Regions from separate parts of the Zea mays genome. Here region 2 is linked to region 1. The links are chromatin contacts, called in public Hi-C maps. All regions are on one chromosome and are shown on one strand. The core of a region is the stretch at or near the end of the contact, and the rest is flanking DNA. Distances in the headings are between cores, read along the strand shown.

Region 1 (4,918 bases), core at 1,099-3,598:
GTGTGCGTGTATGTATTTGTAGTAAGCAAATATCTGTATTGATTGGTAGGGAGTTAATTGTATAGAAGCTCACCTTTTTGGAGGAGATTGAATTGGAGGGTCAACCTTATTTTCTTTATCTCTGAGAATAGAAATTATAAGGCAGTTTGTTTGGTGTTTTGATGCATAGTATCTTAACAGGTACAATAAGTCTGAACCATAGAGTAGTTGTAAACGACAACACATGTTAGTTTTGTAAGAAATATGACGAATATTATAGATGGACATTGTTTTATTATAAGTGTACATGTGTATGTAAATCTTGGATAGAGTTGGGTTGAAATATATTAGAAATGGCCCCATTGAACTGAAATGTTCATGTGACATGGTGAAATTGTTCCTAAATATGGCTGAAGATGTGTGCAACATGATCCTTCTCATTAACTTAAAATAGTCTAGCGTGAGGAATACAACACAGAAACATTTTTGTTGATTAGAGCGCCAGCAATGCAGCAGATAAACTTTTGTTTTGATTTCAATTGAGATATCTACCATAGATTAGCAGCTCTTTACTGAAAATCATATGAAGCAAATAGTTATTGGCTAGAAATTTGGCAACACTGCATCATTTATGGGCGCCAAATTATAGATCTACCTTATTGCAAACATTTTTTTATCTCTCATTTTTCTAGAGTTATATGGGCCATAAGCTAACATAAACAACTACTTTTCTAACAAGAAGAAAAAAAGAAATGTTGACATCCAATGTCTTACCTTGGTGTCCTAAAACAGAGGCCAATGTTTATCTACAATCTTATTCTTTCGTTTGTTCCCCTTGGTGGTCTTGTTCGATCTGTTTTTATATGAACACATACAAGCATTATATCTTTAAAAAGTTATGAAACAAAGGCATGTCAGAATAATTAGTCCTGGAATATTACAATGAGTTATGCTGCTTCAACAAACCTTATTTTGTCTGCAAAAGAAACAGAGAGAAGAATTTTAGAACTGAAACAACATGTAGGGTAGAATATTTAGGGCTGGAATACTACAACGAATTATGCTGCTCCAACACACCTTATTACGCCGGCAAAAGGAGCAGAGAGAAGTATTTTAGAAGTGAAACAACGTCTAAGACATTTTTTATTGTAGCATATTATTACATTCGTTTGAGACACTCTTCGTTATAGCTTATTAATACACTCAGGAATTTTTATTTGTTCTCACTTTCAGAAGTATTTGAGTAGTTGAAGAACCTATATGAAATTGGCTACTCACATGAATACTTGATTGGAGATGCAAAGAGAGCAGTAATTACACACGCTATCAAATAACCTTTTGCAAAGTGTGTGGTTAGAATCCTCACCATTTTTCCCTTCTGTTTTCCTAATAAGCAAAGGGAGAAAAGAGAGATCGAACCCTATTCCAACACATCCATCAGCGGTTACGTGATGTAACCTTGAAGCCGTGGATCACATTACTGAGGACAGTGCATTGGGCTGCCTCGGTTCCGTGGTACATGCCCCCACTCCGGCCATGGCAGGGCCGATCTACTACTACTACTTGGCGTGGCGGCGCGATGGCCCTGGTAATCCCGACTGCTGCTGAGGAGAATGGCAGTCTTAGTGCTCCGTTAGGTGGGGAGAACATCGTCGCGGTGGCTAGGACCAAACAAACGAGAGCGAGCAAGCCAGGGAGACGATGGGTTGGGCAACCATGGACGCGGCCCTTCGGGTATGCTCTGGAGAAGGTTCCAGACCATGTTGTGGCGAGAGCTACTGATTCGCCGCTATCAAACGCTTGTATCCGTCATCCGTCGGATTGGGATCAGATGCCTGAGAAAATATAGAACGATGTGGATAGACTATCAGGGCACGTTTTGTACCGTCTTTCATATATAGTAAATAAATTGGGGTGGGCCACAACAAGGCCTTCCAGCACACGCTAGCGGACTCTCGGATGAGAGGGGGCTGTTCGCCGATTGGGTAGGGGGCAAATTTGCGGCGCGCGTTGGCCAGCGCGTTGGCCAGCCCACTGCGGGATCTGGGCATCCGGCGACGGCGGCCCGAGCGACGCCTCTACTGAAGGGAAGCCAGGGAGGGAGGAGCGACACAGCGTCTGGCAAAAGGGCAATCCGGCGGTTGGCTGGCTCGCCGGCGCGGCTTCCCCTCCGTAGATCCTAAACCCTAAACGCCATCGCCAAAGCCTTCGTCAGCCAGTCCTCCAAGGCACAGGAAAGTTGAGGGAAGCACGGGTGGTATTTGGAGTTTTGTGCAGATAAGACCACCACGCATCCAATCCATCCCTGTCTTCTCTTCCCACTTCCCAGTCCCCAATCGCGTTCTCTTCCTTGGCGACATGGCGGCCGCCACCGGCTACAGCGACGCCCCAACCGACGAGCAACTGCTGGCGTACGCTGAGCTGCCCAAACATGGCCGCGACATGGCGGAGGTGTTCGCCGTGCGCATCCCCGCCACCGTCGGAGGAAACCTGCCGCCCCGTGGCAGCATCGTTTTCTACGGCGGCCACTGCTGCAGCGATTTCATTTACAGCTGGAGTCCACTGGAAGAGGAAGAAGACACCTCGAAGCAAATCTGCGACAGCCAGGTGCAGTTCCCTTTAATCTCTCCTTCTTAGTACCATCTTAATAGCTCTACTGTAAGCACTACTATGTCGCAAGCACCAACAATAGCATAGGTTTCGATTTTTTAATGATTTCAGCAAACGGTCAATCAATGAATAGAAATAAAAACCATGAAACTTCTGTTTTTAAAAGAACAGAGTACTCTGTTTCTTAAGTAGGTGGAATAGCAGAGGAAACAACGAGGTAGCATAGTGCTTAGGGAGTAGGGACTATGGTATGGGTAACGGGGTAGGTATTCGATTTCTGTTTGTTGCTTTTATTTTTATTTTTTGGCTATAATTTATCGGAAAATCAAGTGGTTCCTGTCAATAATCGAGCTATTGTAGTTATCGGCACCATGGTGATTGCCGATGATACCTGAAACGGCGGTACAACCCACAAAAATCAGTTGCATGAAGATCTACTAGAAGAAATTTAGATTTTTGTCTCTAATAAATCATTCTTTGTACTCTAGTTCCTTTTTTTTCTAGCTTCAATCTTGGGTTCCATTAATCATCCTTATAACTTCTTTAAGAAAGATCTATGCTATGGTTGGAAATGTTTTGTTTACAATAGCTAGAACTGATTTACATCATTACATGGCCTTGCCCCCTTTCATCCATCACCTTGAGTCTGAAAAGAAGGTTCTCGCTTTCTTCATTGTTAGGTCTGTTTAATTAAATCGTACGAGACGTTGTGTTAAATGTATCACAACATCCGTCGTCTATGAGCAGGCAGGACAGCAAGTGATCCACTTTCTTCATGCATTCTTGTACCGAAACAGGGTAACCTCGTGCTAACTGGGCCATCATTGGCCACCTCGGCATACAGTCCAATTGCTTTCTTCCTCTACCTCCATGATGGCAGCCCGCAAGCCGGAGAAGCCACCGAGGACGACGAGGACATCGGGAGGATACTCTGCGACTGCATCGGCGACGACTTCTCCAACTACAACAGGGCCATAGTCGAGACTGTCCAAACGGGCTATGGCCCCGCTGAAGTGATCTATGCCGTCCTGAGCAACGGCGTCCAAGGCCGGGTCGCCGTCAAACTTGCTCGCCCGCCGGTGTCCAAAGCTGGAGAAGAAGACGCCACCACCATTCTTGGGAGGATCGTTGCTCGCAGCAAGCTGTTCGACGTCGGCTGCGTGCTCTTCTACAAAGAGGGTGACAATGGAGTGAACGTGCGACCGGGGGGGCTGATTCAGTTGGCGAGGGAAGCGCTCGCCGTGCCGCTGCACATGCCGCTGACGATTGAGCTTGACCTGCATCGCTGTTCCGGCGATGAAATTGTTGGAGGGGTCCTTGAGTTCAATCCTGCGACCAACGGCCAGCACACGGAACGACTTGTTGGAGAAAATGGCGCTGAATTGGAAGTGGCAATTTCATGGTCGCAGTACCCTTGGTAATGCCTATTATTATTAGCCTATAATTCAAGAGTGCATTTTTATATGTATCAATGACTAAGTGTTTTAAATCATGTTTCATACAAGACAGTTGCACTAGAGCAAGATAACATTTCGTGGTGGGAACGCCAAATAAATAAAAATAGAGGGAGTATCACTTTGGGTTTTTCTAATATATTTGCAATAGTGCATAATAAAACTGTGTGTGCCTCAAAGTGAGGCGCTCAATTTCAGCATCTAAGGTTAGGCATAAAAATAAGCTGAGTGATTAGGAATATCGTCCACCCCCGTAGGCGCCCCGCCCAAAGACTGGTGGCAGGCCTCCTACAGGCAGATGCTAGGTGCGTTTTTCTCCTCCATTTGCCTCTGCCTGTCTGTGGTGATGATTGTTCGTTTGGATTAGTCATGGTTAGTGTGGTGGTAATGCTCAAGTTGGGGCACTGTCAATAGCCGGATTGAGTGTATTTTTTTGGTTTTATGTCACAATAGCTAACATTACAGTTTTAGGTGTGATTGACCACTAAGTCTTTATCTCTGCTCTGATTACTAAGCTGGCAGGATCGAAAAGTTCAATTTTTCATTTGGTAGTCTGAAACTAAAGCTCCTTCACCTTCAGCCCTGTATTTTCACTATGGGAATGGTCTTCCTTAGTCCATATGAATATTACCTGTGGCCTACGGATATGAACATGATAACTATTTTCTAGCTTTGTGATTGATATTGTCATGTGATTCAGCTTCCTAGCAGCACCGGTACCAACCTTTCTATTTTTCACAGTACACTGGCTTCGTTTCTTTTTGTTGCAAATAATTTCTTAGAAAAGTTTGACTCTTCAAATCCTAGGTTGTTGAGTAGATACATAACATCACAGAAGTTGTACGTAAAGGGTAGCAGTGATGCTCTTTATGAGA
Region 2 (4,918 bases), core at 940-3,439, 690 kb after region 1:
TGAAGGGTTACGTTGTGATCTGGGCCATCAGATCAAAGATCTACGGCATAGATTTCAAATATGTGCGATCTGATCACCTCCATTGGACTCCGGATGGACGACCCAGATCACAATCCTGAAGTGGCAATGGGAGATCTAATCTCCAGCGTCCATTGTCACACCCGGGTTTCAAGGCTACCAAGACTCGGGCGCGAGATAATCACCAAGTGTGCTAGGACCAAGTCTTACACAAATGATGACTCATGGTACAGAAACAAATGTCACATCTTTACTATATAATAGGAGTTCTGTACAAAATAAATAAATAATTACATCATATGGAGACAACGATCCAGCAACCCAAAGTTGACTGGGAGACGACGGCCTAGACCTCTCACGAACTCATCACAACATCCTCCATGCGCCTCATCCTGCGGTACATGTTCTTGGCCTGTGGAGGGTGTGAGACAGCAAGGGTGAGCTCACATACGTTCATCGCTCAACAAGTTGTGGGGAATAATGTGCATGAACTCACCAAAGGTGGGAGCTCATGTGAAGTGTAAGGCTTACCCAAGAGGATGGTTAAAGATGAGCATTGCTTTTAAAGTTGGTCAAAATTTTATTAGCAGTTACTAAGTGTAAGTAGATACCAACCCAAATAAGTAATAAATCAAAATTGGTATCAACACCCGCGATGCAATGCATATGACAAATTAAGTTTAGTTCCATAAATTAATCATATGAGTGTCCAAGCTGCTCATGACCGTGAGCATGACTGATATACCAGTTTTACACTCTGCAGAGGTTGCACATCTTTACCCACAAGTCGTGTTACCCATCTTCTAAGGGGTCATGAATCCCATACACCTCTACCGAGGAGGTGAAGCAGGGTGACACTACGAGGCCTTTACAAAGATCCACTGGCTTCAGAAAACCCGCTGCAGTTTCTAGGAAGCTCCAATGCAGGGATCCCTCGCTTGACCGCCATCGCAGCAAAACCAACCCAAGGACCTCCCTACACTGACCACTCCCCTACTGCCCTTGCCCCTTTCGGGTAAGGTAGTCCTCCACTAGCATTCCTAATTAGTCAGCCAAGGGCGTCCCATACCACCCTTGTGGTAGCACTGTTTTCCCGGGTGGTTCTCCATGTTCCAATTAACAATATGATCTTATTAGGAACAATAATTAAACAACAACATAATTGGAACATGATCATAGTGAAAGTTTCCCAAAACCAAGTAGAGCAATAGCAAAACTACCCAATAATTCATGTGCTTGCAAGGTGAGGAATAAACAATGCTAGGGAATCCTATTAGGTCCCATCAAATTAACCTGTGCAGATCATAATGATTAATATAAACATTATTGGGTAAAAAGGAGTGATCAAGGGCACAACTTGCCTGAGACTCGAGATTCCAAGTACTAGGATGATCTTCAGATTCTCATGACCTAACTCTATTCGTAGAAATACAAAGAAGCATAGTATAGGCAAAATTAACATCACACCAAACATGAGAGCAAACTGCATAATAATATTCTACGCATTGTAGTGAAAACCTAGTTTCGAGAACCACTGAATTCAGAATTACTTTTAAAAAGTTATGATTTTATGAAGATATATGTGATTTAAATATTAAAATATATTATAAATTGATAGGTATACACCATATGAGAGAATATTCTATAAATAATTAACTCAACTTTAATCTAGATTATAACTTGATTAAAACTCATATTTTAGTTAAATTACTATCATGAATCCGTTTAACTTTGGTTAAAAGGTTTAATCTACTGCTCATAGGCTAAACAAATATCTATTTATAAAAGTATGTTTTATGGTACAAATAATGTAGACAATTTTATTAAGAAGCTAACGCAACTTGAACGGATCAAATCGGAGTTAACATGGATTAAATATGAATTAAACAAGATTCTAGAATTATTTCTATATAGAAAATCATTATTAAATTATTTCGTATGAATAAACCAAGACCAATGGACTGCGGCCACAATTTTATATAGGTTTAGGGTCTATTTCGGAAGAATTCGGACTTAAGTGCAATGGTTTTACCACGGTTATGGATGGCGGATTTATTTTATAAACCCACAGGGACTCTTTTGAAAAGTTGTTGCCGCGAAGGGGTATCTTCACATGACAGTCGTCCGATCCAAAACTAGTGGCCCGGATTAGATTGAGTCTCGCCCGAATCGGTATACGATCTGGGTCACCCATTAGGCAATCCACGGTTTAGATTTCCCCGCCCGAAGGGTTATGAGCGACGCGATCACGACGGCTGAATACCGATCGAAGGCCAAGATACAAGGCCGCAAGGGATAAGCTTAAAGGTCTAGCCTCATCCACCGATGCGAAATCCAACAGCCATCGATTCTTCTTCAACCTCTTGTCCGTCGAACACGCTAGCGAGGGAGACCCCCCCAAGTACGTAGCCGCCATTACCAGAGCACAAGCTCGGTACTTCAGGTGCTCCCACAGCCAAACCAAATACAACTAGCTACGTGAAGGAAACAGGGAAGCAATCAAGAGTTCTTACCTAAGTTTCAGAGCTCGCACAATCACAAGATACTCGGCCGCAGAGAGGATCCTGCATCCGAACTGGTCCTTTGTGACCCCCATTGTGCTGGTGGCCCCCATCCCCATCGTACTTCTCCGTGTCGGCCACCCCGACCACGAGGCGTTCTAGCATCGCGTCGCAGAACCGGCGCAGCGATGCAGCATCCTCTTCTCTCTCCCCTCTCCATTTTCTTTGCTCGGCACCACGCTCCCTGCATAACGCCTGATGGTTCGGTGCATAGATCACGACGAGGGCGAGGCGGGGCACCATTTTACACCCAACCATGGATGGAGTCCAAGCGCGGATTGTGGGATTGGCCCCAAAGTCCCAGCGGCGAACTCGCTACATCTATTACGAAGTAGAGGGGAGTCTTGACAAATGGGTTCCACACGTAGGCGACCCAGATAGGTGCGTGCGCCTAGAGGAGAAGGTGACGGCAGGGACCCCCTGGTAAGCACGCGGGAGGTGGTTCATGGGCCGCAAGAAGGAAAGTGCGGATGGGCTGAATGCAATGTTGTCGGCCCAGCCAGGTTCCCCCCTTTTTCTTTTCTATTTCTGATTTCTTATTTCAAATTCAAGCTTAAATTCATAGTTCAAATTCCAATCTGTGTCACAAATTCAGTTATAAATGCAACAACACATGAAACCCAACATGATGAAAATATAGTTATATAATTATTTAATCTATCAATTTATTTAGGTTGTGTTGCATATACGAAGTACCCACACATCATTTACAAAAAGAAATGTTGTTATGACCGCGTGATATCCTTGAAAGCTAATTCAATTATGGCTATCCATTGCGTATTTTATTTGAGAAAGTTACGTGAAATATCTATCAAGATATATTTTAACCTATTATTTTTAAGTGGTTTTCATTTATATAATTCATGAGGAGAATAATCCTTACTTAATAAATCAATTGAAAAATATTTAATTATTTAATTATTTATTTATTATTTTTCCCTGATACAAATTTTTGGGCTTTACATCTGTCTAGGATCCGACCGCCAAGGACTCGCCTCCTACCCCCCGACGGCCAGCCACGGCGGACGGCCACCGCCCGCGGCGGAAGACACATCGGCCATCGCCCACAAGTTAAATAAATGCACACCAAATAAGTTTATCAATCAAAATATGTGCTCCTGCATGTGATGCAACATTCCAGACTCCTCTAGGATTTTATTTTACTAGGCTCACACCTATATATATAACAAAATAACTCCCCACTATTTAGAAAAAAAAGAGTAGAAAAGAAGGGAAGAAAGAGGGTAACATCTGAATTTGGTGGATATTAGAAAGGAAATTTTATACCCCAAATTAAGGGTGTTACAACCACCGCTGATCCGTAATCAGTAGCCAGAAGGGCGCAATCATGTTCAGCAACAGCGTGACCTTCGGGAGGAGTCCGAAGCTCGCACAGTCAACAACACTATGCCTGAATCGAAGCATATTTACTAAAAGGCCTACATTCGTTCGGTTAAAGAATATCCTGATCTAATGTATCTTAACTCTTCCTGCCTTTATATTTTCTTGCAATAAAAACAATACAGGAAGGATTAATCTTCCGACTTGATGTAATAATAATGTGGTTACACCATCGAGTGTGACAAAATCAGGTTCCGAAGCTACAAAGTCGTTCCTAAGGGAGCGCAGAGTATGTTCTGAAGCTACAAAATTGTTCCCAAGAGAGCACAGAGTAAGTTCCAAAGCTACAAAGTTGTTCCCAAGGGAGCGCAGAGTAAGTTCCAAAGCTCAAAAGTCGTTCCTAAGGGAATGCAGAGCCAAAATGCCACCTAAATAAAAGGTGAAGAAGCTCCAAAGTCGTTCCTAAGAGGATGCAGAGCTTAAATACCACCTAAATCAGAGGTGAAGAAGCTCCAAAGTTGTTCCTAGGGGATGCAGAGCTTAGCTCCAAAGTCGTTCCTAAGGGGATGCAGAGCTGAAATACCACCTAAGTAAAAGGTGAAGAGACTCCAAAGTCGTTCCTAAGGGAATGCAGAGTCTGGGTGTGTTTTCGTGTGAGTGTGTGTCTCCGGCATAAACATCATGCTGCATCATACCATCGCATCATTTCGTATAGCATTACATCATACACCATATTACATTAGCAAGAAAATTGTGGAGAGGGAAGAATACTCCTCCGAAAATATTTGATGGACTATGAAACAATGCGTTGAAGCATGAGGTATACCTTCGGCAGGTATAACATTATACAGTAGGGAAATTTTCGTCAGCAATGCTATTACACAGCAGCCGCATGGAATGAGGTATTAAATCAATAGAGGGGGCGATTTTTCTTTGCGAAACATGAAAAGAAGGAAAGGTGTTTTTTGCCGAAGGCTCAAAAATGGTATGTACACAAA

The links. Hi-C and Micro-C count contacts between places; a contact is called where the count stands out from the background.
Region 2: a Hi-C map of tassel shows a contact between it and region 1, with 4 times the contacts expected there. The contact joins the enhancer-like site here to the promoter of LOC103646909 in region 1. A contact is called at or near these places in 3 of 25 Hi-C or Micro-C datasets (bundle sheath, ear and tassel).

The regions. Positions count from the first base shown.
Region 1 is chr2:120,678,648-120,683,565 of Zm-B73-REFERENCE-NAM-5.0, forward strand. LOC103646909 reads left to right here and starts at 2,349. Exons shown (of 3, transcript NM_001368640.1): 1 at 2,349-2,586; 2 at 3,387-4,006. The coding sequence starts at 2,422.
Region 2 is chr2:121,373,647-121,378,564 of Zm-B73-REFERENCE-NAM-5.0, forward strand. No RefSeq gene overlaps it. Among protein-coding and RNA genes, the nearest start is that of LOC109944271, 28 kb to the left of the region's middle. Within about 2 kb of position 2,190, at least 17 of the 20 cell types and tissues checked have an H3K27ac peak or open chromatin away from gene starts, as enhancers often do. A contact at or near this core is called in bundle sheath, ear and tassel, where this site is marked.